2 separate regions of the Mus musculus genome follow, and region 1 is linked to region 2. A link is a contact called in public ChIA-PET data. All regions are on one chromosome and are shown on one strand. The core of a region is the stretch at or near the end of the contact, and the rest is flanking DNA. Distances in the headings are between cores, read along the strand shown.

Region 1 (7,138 bases), core at 4,170-6,669, 290 kb after region 2:
GTGTGTATTCCTGTGGCATGTGTGTGCATGTGTGTATGTGTGGGTGCACATGTGTGCACATGAGTGGAGGCCTGAGGTTGACAAGTCTCTTCCATGATTGCTTTCCACTTCATTCTTTGAAGGAGGGTCTCTCAAATAAAGCTGGAGCTCTCTATTATAGGCTCCTATGGTTAATTATTTTTCTCTGAGATCGCCTGTCTCCCCTATCTGAAGGCTGGATTACAGGTGGACTACCATACCCACCCAGTATCCTCATGGGTTCTGTGGATCTGAACACTAGGTCCGTTATGCTTGTACATTGAACGCTTTTTCCCCTGACTTATCTCCCCAGTCACGTAGATTTAAAGTTCCAAAGAGAAAGAAAAAAGAAGTTCAAGTTTACTTAAGGAATTGGAGACAGGGATGAGAGCACACAGCTTTCCTCCACACACTGAGCAGGTGAAGGCAGGAGGATTGAAAGTTCAAGGTCAACCTTGACCATACAGAAAGGTCCAGGCCAGTCTTCGTTACCCTACAACTTGTCTTGCAGAAACAAATACAAAACCAACAACAAATACCCAAACCCAAAACAACCAAAGTGGTAGGCTTGAGAAAAGGACAACCACAGGAAAGCTGTAAAGAGCTACAGAAAATAGCCATGGGAGGTTGACTGCAGAAGGCAGAGGAGGATGATCCCCCACAAAGCCTTTAACCACCTTGGCATGGACTGAAATTGAACATAACAAGCCACGTGATCCCCTCCTGGTCTCTGTGCGATCAACTCCTGGCAGACAGTGCTGTCTGCTCCCTACAGTTTCATGATCACAAACCTCAAATCCATCAGAAAAAAAAAAATCTCAGTTTTAACCAGAAAAGAACACCTTTTAAAGAGTCTTGGAAATTTTTTTTACTCATTTTTATTTTGTGTATGAGTGTTCCACATGTAAGCCTGGTTTCCAAAGAAGATGGCGTCTGTATGTGCTGAGAACTGATCGTGGATCCTCTAGAAGAGTAGCTAGTGCACTTAACGGCTGGATCGTCTCTGAAGCCTTTATAGAGTCTTAATGAACGCCTTTGAAGTGTTTAGCATCGGTCACTGTTCAAGTGTTTTGTGTTTCAGCATACTCTAGAAACAGTATCTGCAGAAAAATTACAGTGGTCAAGAAGGATGGATCCCGCCACCACATTAATATTTTGTATTAGAAAAACATATTTGAAGCCAGTCATGGGTCGATGGGGGGGGGGAGCAGATCTTTAATCCCAGCACTGAAGAGGCAGAGCCAGGAGGATCTCTGAGTTCAAAGCCTGAGATTGGTAGGTCTGCAGAGCCCATTCCAGCACAGCGGGGCTGTAAGAGAAATCTGTTCTGGAAAAAAAGCAAAATATAAAAACAACAAAGAAGAAAAAAAAAACTTTTGTGTTCCATAGGGTGAAAGGAAAGCAGTATGTGTGTGTTAATATTAGTTTATCATGTGCACACTGTCAACAGCTTATTTATCTTATGTTAACCTCTCCCAGTCTAACACCCCTTGAGGAATATCAAGCTGACCCCAGTAGACACTAATGAATTTTTAGCATTTCAAAGTCCGAGCCCAAACATCCATGGAGTCCAGCAAGAGCACCAGGGATGAGAGAGACACAAACGTTGGCCATCACGAGTCTCAGACTGTGACTGGCCATCTGATCCTAGGGCCTTGACTGAACTCCAAACTGACTGCCTTTGTGCCAGCCTTACCCGCCCATCCCCAGCCCTGCTCTCTCCCACCTCCCCATCCTTTCCAGCTGTACTGGATGTTGCTGACTGGAGATAAGATATTAGATATTAGGGTGTGTGTGTGTCTGTGTGTGTGTGTCTGAGAGTGTACTTATGCAGGCATAAAAGCTCACACATGTGTGCATGTGAGAAGCCAAAGTTGCCCAGGGTAAGTATCTTCTGTCTTTAGATTTTCACCCAACACAAAGCTTACAGATTTGGCTACCCAGATTACTCTAACTCCTAACATATGCCTTCAAGTGCTGGAACTGTAAGAGGTTGCCAGACATGCCTGGCTTTTATCTGAGTGCTGGGTTCCCAACAACAGTGCTCACACTTGTATTACTAGCTCTTTAACCAATGGCCTAACTCCACCCCCACACAACCCCAGGTTTTGGTGATTGAATATTTGATCCTTTTTTTTAATGTCAACGTGGTATAGGCTAGAGAGATGGCCCAGCAGTTCAGAGTATTGGCTGTTCTTCTAGACGACCTGGGTTCACTTGCCAGCACCCACAAGGCAGCTTACAACCAACTGTAGTTCCAGCTCTGGGGGATCCAATGGCAAGCTCTGGTCTTCATGGGTACCAGACATACTGGTGGTACACAGACATACATATACGCAAAATACCTCTACATATAAAATGAATAAATGAGGTGTTTTTTTTTTATGTTAACCTGCTAGTCTCTCATATCTTCAGATCTTTGGATAAAAGGTGGCTTACAGATTGAAATCCTGTCCCTACTCATTGGCTTTTGTAGTGAGAGGCGTATGAAACTCTGGTGCTCTCCTTACAAAATTCCTCTCTTTCTTCCCAGTGCTGAGGATGAACCCTGTAGTGGCTATTCCTGGCTGTCAACTTGACTCTATCTGGAGTGAACTACAATCCAGAATTGGAAGGCTCACCTGTGATCCTAATCTGGAGGCTGGGAGATACAAGTTTCTGACCTGGATCTTGGCATGGAGATCTTGAGGCATAGTGGCTATGAATTCCAGAAGATTAAGACATGGACATCTCTGAGTTCAAGGTCATCTGGGACAAAGCGTGATCCAGGCATGGTGGCACACACTTTTAATCTGGACCATACCTTCTGCTGGAGACCTACATAAGGACAGTGGAAGAAGGAAGATTTACTCTCTCTCTCTCTCTCCTTCACCTGCTTGCCTTGTGGGACTGAGCAACTGCTAGATCCTTGGACTTCCATTCACAGACCCTGCTGACCACTGTTGGGAGTTGGACTCCAGACTGTAAGTCACCAACAAATTCCCTTACTATATAGAGACTACCCATAAGTTCTGTGATTCTAGAGAACCCTGACTAATACAAACTCTGTCCATGCAAGGTAAGCAATCTACCACTAAGACACATCACTAACCTTTGGCTGTCTGATATATGGCCCTGCGATTAAAGCCAGGTTGCCCTTGACCTCTACAACTTCAGGCTACACATTGACAAGCACTGGAATATCTGGGATACATGACCATGCCCACTGCTCCTTCTAACTGTCCAATCAAATACATCAGGCCAGGCATGGTGATGCACACTTTTAATCTCAGCATTCAGGAGGCAGAGGCAGGTGGATCTCTATGATTCAGAGACCAGTCTGGTCTACACAGTGAGTCCCAGTACAGAAGAGAAACAAAAGACAAAACCAAACCAAAAATAAAGAGAGAAAGAGAGAGAGAGAGAGAGAGAGAGAGAGAGAGAGAGAGAGAGAGAGAGAGAAAGACACAAATCCAAATAATCTAATGATTAGCAAAATAATACTACAGAAAAACTCTTCTAGGTTGGGGATGCATCTCAATGGTAGAATGCTTGCCTAGTGTACACAGAGCCTTGGATTTTGTCCTCATTATGGAAGAAACCAGGCATGGTGATATATGCATATAATCCAGCACTCTCCCAAGCAGAAGATTCAAGGTCATCCTTAGAGGCACGCTTAGTGTAAGGCTAGCCTTAGCTAAAATTCACTTATTCTATCAAATTTTACAACATTTATTGTTGACATAACCCTCCTAAGGGCTAAAGTTCTGTTTTAAGTTTAAAGAACTGTGCTTTAGAGATATATACTATATATTATATGTGATATCAAATAATCCTGTCATCTTATAAGCCCCACTTGCCCAAGGTCAGACAACTTCCTGGAAGGTCTGGGGTTGATATGTATGGAAGACAACAAGCCACTGGTGTTTTCACTTCAGTAAACAATACTGGTTGCCCTAACTGCACAGGCCGTGCTTGATTGAAGTTAGGCAGGAAGTACATAGACAGAAAAGAAGTCTGGATGTGTGCTTCCCATGAGTGGATGTACGCTTGCCCCTGATTGAATGTATGCTTGCCTCTGATTGGGTGGAAGTGAGACGGACAAAGCTCTTTGCCTTTATTGTACTTTTTGAATATTCTGTAGTTATAGCAATTATATGCCTTCCCAGTGAGAAAAACATCCACACACTTGAGGATTAGAAAAGAGAAGGTGGGATGGAGAGTTGGCTCAGTAGTCAAAAGCACTTCTTGTTGCACAGGATGCCCATGGCTCTCACCGCCTCTTCCAACACCAAGCACAGTGTGGTGCACAGATATATACACCCAGACACGATACTCATGCACATAAAAGAGTAAAAATAAATATACATTTTTTTTAAGGAAAAGGCTTCCTACTAGGCCTACAACTAGTAGTTGTGGTAACAGTGACAATAATAGGCTCTGGCTAATGTACAAAGATAACTGGACACAAGATTTTACTAACTTATTTACACCATAGGCTTAGCATTCGGCAGGAACTGTCACCCTTCGGTCTCTTTCAGTCCCAGCCCCAGGGTACACTTTGAATATTTAACCAGAGACAGGAGACTGAAAGTCAGGCAGCTTGGACAGATGGGAGATTTATACAGCAAAGGTATTGCCGGAATTATTTTTAATTTCACCAGTGTTGTTCCTTTTGAATGTTTGCAACCCAGGTCTATCTTGCCTGCATGCAGAATTCAGCCTTTCTTAATAAGAGGTTAGGGGGTTTGATGGCAGACTAGGACTTAAAGGTGGCTGTGACCTTGAGGTGCTCTCTTGAGTTGCCCTTTAGAGCCTGTTCTTTGATATGGGGAGGGAACAAAGGTCTGATTATGAGTCAAGGTTGTTGCCCGTTGTTACAGGAACGGAGCCAGATTTGGGTTCATTCTTGGTGAACAACAGCAAAAACCTTCTCAGCCACCCTAAACTTCAATCATGGTACAAAATTTTATTTTCTACAGTGTATAAGAAACCCAGTGATATTTCACTTTCATTCCTTTCATATTGGAGACATTCCAGTTTGTGTAATTTAATATTAAATTCGACTTCGTGCAACTTAATATTTTCTAAGTGACATTATTAATAAATGTTTACAACCTCAATTTTATTACTTCAAGTTTCTCCCACAGCACTGTCACTGGAAGGAAAAAAACCCACTGGCAAACGTGTTATATTTTACAATACTTTGTAAACCGATTAACACTCAGAACCCTCAGTAAAAGAATAGTGAATTTTTCTTCCCAGCCAAAACAGCAGTGGGAATGGAAATTTTTCTCATTGGCTGCCTTCCATCACTGAGTGTTTCTTCAATCTGAGTGGATTTGTCGGGCCTGGAGAGAGCTGGGGAAATAGAAACCTATCTTATTGGCTGTCTTCAGTCACGGGGTGTATCTTCAACTAGAGTGGATTTGTCGGGCCTGGAGAGAGCTGGGGAAATCGAAACTTATTTCAGCAGCTGTCTTCAGTCACTGGGTGTGTCTTCCTGCACAGTGGACTTGACGGGCCTGGAGGGAGGAGAGGAAATTGAAACCTATCTCATCCTCTAGTTTATTTACATCATTGGGTATGTCTTCTTTGACCACAGTAGAGTTTTCCACTCTGAAATGAACTGGGTTTTCCAGAAACGAATCCAAGATCCAGCTGTTGGTAGTAGTGGGGGTGGGGATGTCAGTTGGGGTCTTCAGGAAATCTTCAGTGGGTAGGTCCAGAACAGAGACCCTACTCAGATGCCCCTAGGCCTAGGAGGCAAAAGTCCTCAGAGGCTGAAGGGAAGCCAATGTACAGGCTCTCTCAGAAGCCGTCTAGTTCTTGAAAAGGCACCTATCTATAAAGGTAATGGGTTATTTTTCCTAAGCTGGCGCAATGAGATAATTCAAGTCAGATTAATTCTATATAGGCAGATTTATCAGGAAGCTGCTCTCAGGCAAGATCACTGGCCACAAGGACCAAGTTCAGGGACCTCATTATGGTGATAGGAGGATGAGACAGAGACATGTGCATGCACCAAGAGAGAACAGAAGTCCAGGAAGAGACAGTTAGACACCAGCATGTCTGGACCATTTAGGGAAGAGGCCTGGGCTTATGGCAGCCCAGCCTTTGGGCTGGACAGTTCAAGGGTTGGGCCAGGGTATGCCAGGGAGGGACTGAGGGATGCTGGGAGAACCTGGAGGCCAGGTCTGGAACCTGGAGGTCAGGTCTGCTTTGACATGTCAAATATGCACCTCAGTCTCTTGTCCTTGGGTCTGAAACCAAATAGTGGGTGTGTTCCAAGAAGGAAGGGACCCCAGGCCCTATTAGTCTCTGAAGGCTAGAGGTTGGTGAAGTGAGCTATAAGGGTTAAGAGTAATGTAGTCAGCCTGCCACTTGTAAGCAGCTGGACCAGGCTGGTTTGGTGCCTAAGGTCTTTGCTATGGAGCCTTCTGGCCTGGAGTGAATCACTTGCACTGTCTAAAATGGCTCCTTAATCCCTACAAGAAGCAGGATCTCAGACCCTAGGGCTGGGGCCAAGCCCAGTGTGGCCACCAATTCTGAGCAGCCTCTCTCTCCAGCCGGGAGCCATTCAGTGTTTGCAGGTTCGTTGGTGGAATCCAGCTCTTGGTCTCCAATCTCATCAAAACTCCAATTCACTCCATAGATTCGGTTCCTGTTTGGAAACTTAACTGGTCCTCATGGCGTTTTCGGGCACAGGGACACTGGTGGCTTCCATTGTCTCCAAGATGACATCTTCAGCAGCCATGGTCAAAGCTGGAGGGGCAGTCTCTGGCACCATTCTAGCTGGTTCGAAGGGTGAGTGCCCATGGAAGAATGGAGAGTGGGCTGGGGGGTGGGGCTGGGGACAGCTATGGAGCATGTAGCATCCTGACCTCAGAGCTGCCCACTGTCTCACATCCCACATAGTCTTGACTCTGAAAAATACCTGAGGGAGCCAAGACTAGTGTAATGAGGCTGGGTCTGAGTCCCTAGAAACTCAGACCTACCTGCTTCACAGGGTCGTCCTCTGGAACTTTGGTCCCTGGGGTCTGGAGCTGGGTCCTCCCATCTCTTCTCACTGACTCACCAACAAGGTTCATCTTTTGTGGAACTGTCAGTCCTGCTGGCTGTACAAGCCGTGGTATGGACT
Region 2 (6,872 bases), core at 2,980-5,479:
TTTCTGTTAGGGTGTGCTTTCTGTTATTTTCTTCCAAACGTTTCATAACTTTAGCATTTAGATTTATCTCTTACATAATCCATCAAAATTACCTTTTATACAGTGTTGGGTAGGGGTAGAGACATTCTCTATATTCATATAAAATATCCAGCTATGTAAGCACCTTCTTGTTTTAAAGACTCCTCCCCTCGTTGGTCCACTGTGATGTGTGTTAAACTCCAAATTCCCTATATAGCAGTGTAGCGTGTATCCATGTAGATGGTGGCGTGTATCCATCTGGTTCCTTTGGGCTCTACACTGATCCTTCGTCTAGTGTGGTGGTTCTCAACCTTCCTAAGGTTTTGACCCTTTAATGATGTTCTTCATGTGCGATGATTCCCCAACCACAGAATTATTTTGTTGCTACCTCCTAACTGTCATTTTGCTACTGCTGGGAATTGTAATGTAAATATCTCATGCACAGGATATTTGATATGCAACCCCCAAAGGGGTCATGACCTGCAGGTTGAGAACCACTGATCCGGTGCCCCATGGTCTGGATTACAGTGGTGAGGCTTGGCATCAAGTAGCCAGGGTATTCTTCCTTCCTTCTTCCCTTCCTTACTTACTTCCTTCCTTCCTTCCTTCCTCCCTCCCTCCCTCCCTCCCTTCCCTTCCCTCCCTCCCTTCCTTCCTTCCTTCCTTCCTTCCTTCCTTCCTTCCTTCCTTTTTCTCTTTTTCTAAAGATTTGTTTAGCTATGTAAATTCGTTAAATTTCCAAATTAGCTTCTCCTTTCTTTCTGTTCTGCCTTTTCGAGAAAGTATCTTGCTTTGAGCCCTGGCTGTCCTCAACCTAGTGGGGATTCTCCTTTCTCTGTCTTCTCACTGTTGCTATAACAGGCATCAGTTCTACACTGTGTCCAAGCTTCTCCTTCTTTAGGCAAAATGGTTATTGGAGTTGACAGTGTATATTAATTTGGGAATAACTGATATATATATATATATATATATATATATATATATATATATATATATATCCCTCTCATTAAGTTTTAAGTTTCTCTCAGCTATGATTTTGAAATGTGTGCCCACATATATGGAGGGTGTCATCCTTAGGAATGCCATCTAGCTCCTGTGAGACAAAGCCTCTCATTGGTCTAGAGGCTCCAGTTAGGCTCGACTGGCTGGTCAGTGAGCCTCTGTGAGCCCCATCTTCACCTCCCCAGTGCTAGGATTCCCAGTGTACAGTACCAATGCCTTTCCCGGTTATGAGGATTCTCGGTTCAAACTCAGATCCTGGAACTTGTAAGGCAAGTGTTGTCCAGGCTGAACCATCAACCCAGCCCCGGAGCCATGTTCAGTAGTGGTCTTGTACAACTTTGGTTAAAATTTTACATTTTGGAATTTTGTAAATCTTCTGTTTAAACTTTAAACTTTAAATTTTGTAAATCTTTTGTTAAATCTTGTTAGATTGACCCCTAAGAATTTTATACATGTTAGAAATAATGTAAATTGAATTTTTTTTCCTGGTTTTTGAGACAGGGCTTCTCTGTATAGCCCTGGCTGTCCTAGAACTCACTCTGTAGACCAGGTGGGCCTCAAACTCAGAAATCTGCCTGCCTCTGCCTCTCGAGTGCTGGGATTAAAGACATGTGCCACCACTGCCTGGCATAAATTGAATTTTAAAGGAAATAATTTTCAATTTTTTTCCTGGTGGATAAAGATTTTTCTGGATTAGTGTTGTATCCTAGCTTAATTCACACATAAGTTCTAGAAGTTTCCTAGACTTCTAGACTTTATAGACTTTTTACGGTTTTATTTTGTTTGGAAAACATTATATTACCTACCAAAATATGTTTTACTATCCTCCTTTCTGATATTTTGGGGGTTTTGTTACTTTATCATAGTAGGTAGAGCCACCAGTACAATAAGGGATGTGGAAATGGCCGTTCCTGTTTTGTTTCCTGCCTTCACAATCTCATTCTGGTTATGTGTTAGCCAGGGATTTTTTTTGTTGTGTTTTGTTTTTGTTTTCACAGACACTTTTTTTAAAAAACAAACTGTTTTCTTCTATTTCCAATATGTTGAGTAATTTAAAACTCATGTGTTTTTATTTTAATATGTTGAATCACATTGATTGATTTTTTCTCTTCTTTTTTTGTGTTAGCAAATGTGTATATATGTGACGTGATGGTTCACATGTATGTGAGTGTGCATGTCTGTAGCTGTGCGCATTGGCGTGTGGAGGCCCACAGTTGACATCAGGAGTCCTCCTTGGTCATCCTCCTGCCTCATACTTTGAGGCAGGGTCTCTCCACCAAGCCTCAGACCTTGCTATGCTGCTAGTCTGGGTAGGAAGCTTGCTCACGCAGAGCATCCTGGAGCTCCATCCTCCGAGGCTCAAGCTCTAGGTGGTTCACTGTGCCCACATGGAGGATCTGAACTCTGGTCCTTCTCCTGGCCGTTTCCCCAGCCCCTATGTTGATTGTGACGTTATTCTGGCATTCTATGGATAAACCCTATGTGATCATGATATATTATCCTTGTCATCTATAGTTGGATCCAGTGTCCAGAGGAATACTGTGCTGTGTTTTTCTCTTCCTGTTCCTTTGTGTTTGTTTGTTTGTTTATTTATTTATTTATTCAGATTTATCTGATGTTAGTTTTAGGGCTATGGGGGCCTCATGAAACAAATAGCCAAAAGTTTCCCTTGTTCTGTTTATTTATGTCAGTCATAAGTTTAGGGCTCTGTTTTCCCTGGAGGCCGCCTTTGACCTTTGAACCAATGTTCCAAGGTGGACTTGGCATGATGAGGCAGAGGCTGATGTACCTAGCTTAGGAGAGCTTCTTGCCCTTCATCCACTTGGGACCTTTGATTTCTTCCTTCTGGTAACCTACTCCCCTACCCAACCACCTCAGGAATTATTCTCTCTGCTGCTTTTGTCTAAGAGACAGAGCCATGTAAAACCCTCAGGTACTTTTTGTTACAAGTGCCAGCTCAGATGCTCCAAGAAAACATGGCGGATCTCCCAAAAGAAGTGAGGATATTCTCACTGCATTCCCTCAGGGCAACCCTCTCTTGGCCTTGCTAGGCTCTTGCTGATAACTCTTATCCACTTCTAGACTTTGTGGCCTTTGAAAGTCACTGGCTTTGGGATACTCAGCTATACTTGGAGAGTCCTGGAATAATTCTGCTGTCACTTTGGCACTTTATGGATCTGTCTGAAAAAAATTGTTATGAAGTATTAGGTTTGACTATGGGTAATTTCATCTCTCTGGGGGAAACTAGCAAGAAAGATAGTGGATAAAACTGTGGCGCTCAGAGCCTAACCTCTAAATCATTGCATGCATGCTCGTTGGTCTATAGCTTGTGTTGTCCTCTCTGTTTGAACGCAGCATGATGGTTCCAGGCAATGCAGCAGGTGTGGCCAAGCAGTTCCTGCGCTGCATCTTCCATCAGCTGGCCCCCAATGGCATCTTCCCTCAGCTCTTCCAGAGTGCCATCAAAGGTAACTCATCCCCCCACCCCCACCCCAGGACCCAGACACCACAAGCCTGGCCAGTCCCCAGAAAGCCTACTAAATCTGATCATTTGCTTTATAGATGGGACTTTTTTAAGGACCTTAGCCACATCTCTCATGGACTTCAACGAGCTGAGCTCAATTGCTGCCCTCAGTCAGCTCTTGGAGGTAGGTTTGCGTGAAAGGTACCCTAGGTCCCAGGCAAAGTTATGTACCACATCTGTCTCCCTCCCTGAGGCACCCCTGGACTGCTTCACGGTGAAGTGTTGTATCTAACATAGAGAAGTCCCAGACTGCTTCACCATGCCCAGGTGTTGCTAGGAAGAAAGCAGCGGCTGCTATTATCAACAGCTCCAATCTTTACTTTGGAAGAGTCTTTCCAGCAGGCGTTGTTCATTACCTTCTTAGCACCCATCCAGACCCATTCTATATCCTTAGAGAGTTCTTAATTCATGATCCCATTTTATCTTCAGGACATAAAGATCATTAGTTTTGCCCCTGCCGTTTTACTAAATGTAGCTGGTTTCCCTCTGTATTCCTTCTGGCTGTTAGAGCAGTCAGCCTGTGTAGCAGGCAGCCCATCGTGTTTATAGTGCAAATATTTAAGGTTTCTAAGCAAACCTTCTCTGGGTAGCTTTATGATTCGTGTCCTGTTTCAGCAGTTGATTGCCTATGCTTTTGTGTTTTTAGGGTCTAAATAACAAAAAGAATTTACCAGCAGGGGGTGCTATGATACGCTGTTTGGAAAACATTGCCACGTTCATGGAAGCTCTGCCCATGGATTCTCCTAGTAGTCTCTGGACCACAATCAGCAACCAGTTTCAGACATTTTTTGCCAAGCTGCCTTGTGTTTTACCTCTGAAGGTGAGCTCAGCCCAAGTTTTTTTTAGCTTCCATTACTTTCTGCCCATCTGCTTACAGAGACCAACATGCGAAGCACGGTCGGTCAGGTGATCTGATAGAGCCCAAGAAGCTAGGGGAAATCTGTCAGCTAGAGGAGAGAGTTATTTAGGTCATCCACTCTGCTGTCGGCAGCATGGAGTGGGTACTTTGCTTGCTGATAATGAAGGTACCCCGTGACCACGTGGTTTTTAGTTGAATGCCAACCGACTGTGGTTTGTTTCTTTCCTTTCTTTCTTTTTAAAATTTGTGTTTGTTTCATTTTCAGCGAGGGAGCTAGAACTCAGCCTCCTGTGCATGCTAGGTAATCATCCTATTACTGAACTATATCCCCAGTCCTTAGGTGGGCTTTCTGCAGAAATGCTCTTCTCAAGTGGATATCCAATAGGCAAGGAAATTAATAGCTTATCTAAAAGGAATCCAGACGTAGGTAAAGTGTTAGCTTTAGAGAATTATTTAAAGTGGCATGTGTTTTGTTTTGTTTTGCTTTGCTTTGTTTCGGTTTTTCTGAGTAATGTTCAGGAAAGAGCAAGATGATATTCAGTGGTTAATCTGTAGTTCAAGGGTCATTGTCGTCAGGGGCCTGATAATAAAAAAAAAAAAAAAAAATAGAAAAGGAAAGAAAGAAAAGCAGGAACTTGTTTTATTAAAGCGGGAGAAACCAATAAGACACATTCTTCCTGTATGTCATCAAATAAAGAGTTGTACCGTAAGAGAGGAGGTGTGAGTTGTAATTGCTCCATGGAGGTGGGGAGAAGGTTGGAACTCACGCCTCCTGACTCCCAGTCTAGTGCTCCTGTATGACTGCACACTGCTGTAAACCAAGAAAGCCGCAAGCGTTTGTATCTCCAGGACCGGGGCCAGGAGGTAGCCAGCCTTGGCAGAGCCACTTCTTTGTCCCTTTGTCTCCACTAGAGTTGTGTGACTTCTTCATGTAACTCAGATAAAATTACTACAAAGCAAAGTCGAATAACTTGTTCATCTGACCAGTGAAGTCACATGTTGGTACTTCTGGAATAAATGCCTCATATGTATAAGATGTTGCAGAGGTCAGCTAACCGTGGCAATCACAGTTGTGGAACCAGTGGATGCTAATAAGGATGCTGATAAGGAGCTGGTAATTCGGAGCCTTTAGCTTGCCGAGTGCTGTTGCTAGGGTTCAAGGGGACTGTGGAGAGCAGCCCAGGTTTCTGTATCACCACTCTCTGGGTTACCTGTTTATCCATAGCTTAAAGTAGATGAGCAAATCCAAGCAAAGAGGACTAGTCCTGGGCTAGCTAGATAGCTCAGGGAGTAAGGGTGCTTGCCACCAAGCCTGACAATCTGAGTTCAATTCCCAAGTCCCCCACAATGGATGGAAAGACTGATTCCCAAAGATTTCAAACATCCATATGTGTGCACACACACACACACACACACACACACACACACACACACACACACACACACACACACACACACACGAGCCATTCAGAAGCACCTATCCCGATAATGAAGATGCTGAACTCCATACTGACCAGCAGGGGGTGCTGCTGCTGTAAACAACTGGCATGCCTAATTTGTGACAATCAGCTGCGCCTGCAGGGACTCCACCCTTAATGAGTTGAGTGGTGTGGTGAGAGGCAAGGTACTACGGAGAACGGAGCCCCTTGACAGCGTTAATGCATGGCACCTATGGAGGACTGCCCTCCTCTCCTGCTGATGGTGGCTATGTGGGAACAGGCCTCAGCATACAGATCTTCCCCCAACTAAGATGACATTTTCTGGCTTTTAAGTCACTAGAGTTTGGCCTGATTAGCAGCTAGTTTTCAGCTCCTGCTTTAAAGTAAGTAAATGTCACACCAATTCTGAAGGCAATTGGCATATTGAACAGGCCGAGGTTCTTTTTAAAAGATACTTAGAAAATGCCGTCAGGATTTGTGTAAGAGCGTTCCCTGCTAGGTCAGATCTGAGAACTGATTCCGTTTTGTCCTTAATCTCTTGGGAAAGTAATACTCTCCACTGAAAAGCTTGCAGTTTGCTTTTGAGAAGTCTCATTGAAGTGGATCTTGGACTTCAGGGTGCACCGCAGCTCCTGCTAAACACAGGGCCACGACTGGTCAGAGTTTGGCCCGAGGATTTGCATTTGAACAAATGCAAATTTCAGGTGACAGACGAGCTGCAAGTCCTGGGATCCAAGATGATTCCCTCTGGCTTAGTCTGTACTGTGTGGAAGGCTTCAGTGCAACCTTGTAGAAATGTTGCTAAGGATATGCTTGCAACAGTAAAGGGCAGCTTATTTGTGCTCTGCCATTTCCTCCCAGTCTCTGTAAACACAGGGATTTTCAAAGCACATTTTCATGTAGAATCTTGTTTTTTTTTTTTTTTTTTCTCAAAAATTTTGCTACTTTTCTCCAGGTTCCAGGTCATGTCTTTTCCTGACAAAGGGAAGATGGCTTCACCCCCTAGGGACTGGGGACAGGTAGCTCAGCA

The links. ChIA-PET counts read pairs in DNA pulled down with a chosen protein or histone mark.
Region 1: an RNA polymerase II ChIA-PET map of memory CD8 T cells shows a contact between it and region 2, with 6 read pairs. The contact joins the promoter of Ifi27 here to the enhancer-like site in region 2. A contact is called at or near these places in 3 of 39 promoter capture datasets (the C10 cell line and pre-B cells), 1 of 15 datasets of contacts at CTCF or cohesin (large pre-B cells), 1 of 484 Hi-C or Micro-C datasets (pro-B cells), 6 of 115 datasets of contacts at active chromatin or transcription factors (effector CD8 T cells, embryonic stem cells, large pre-B cells and 2 more) and 1 of 9 other capture datasets (adipose tissue).

The regions. Positions count from the first base shown.
Region 1 is chr12:103,428,770-103,435,907 of GRCm38.p6, forward strand. It overlaps Ifi27 (interferon, alpha-inducible protein 27), which reads left to right and starts at 5,420. Exons shown (of 6, transcript NM_194067.2): 1 at 5,420-5,581; 2 at 6,653-6,804. The coding sequence starts at 6,687. It also overlaps a transcript of Ifi27l2a not described here.
Region 2 is chr12:103,138,397-103,145,268 of GRCm38.p6, forward strand. It overlaps Unc79 (unc-79 homolog), which reads left to right. Exons shown (of 49, transcript NM_001081017.2): 36 at 3,376-3,488; 37 at 3,583-3,668; 38 at 4,191-4,364. Among named protein-coding and RNA genes, the nearest start is that of Prima1, 100 kb to the right of the region's middle. Within about 2 kb of position 4,230, at least 18 of the 459 cell types and tissues checked have an H3K27ac peak or open chromatin away from gene starts, as enhancers often do. A contact at or near this core is called in memory CD8 T cells, where this site is marked.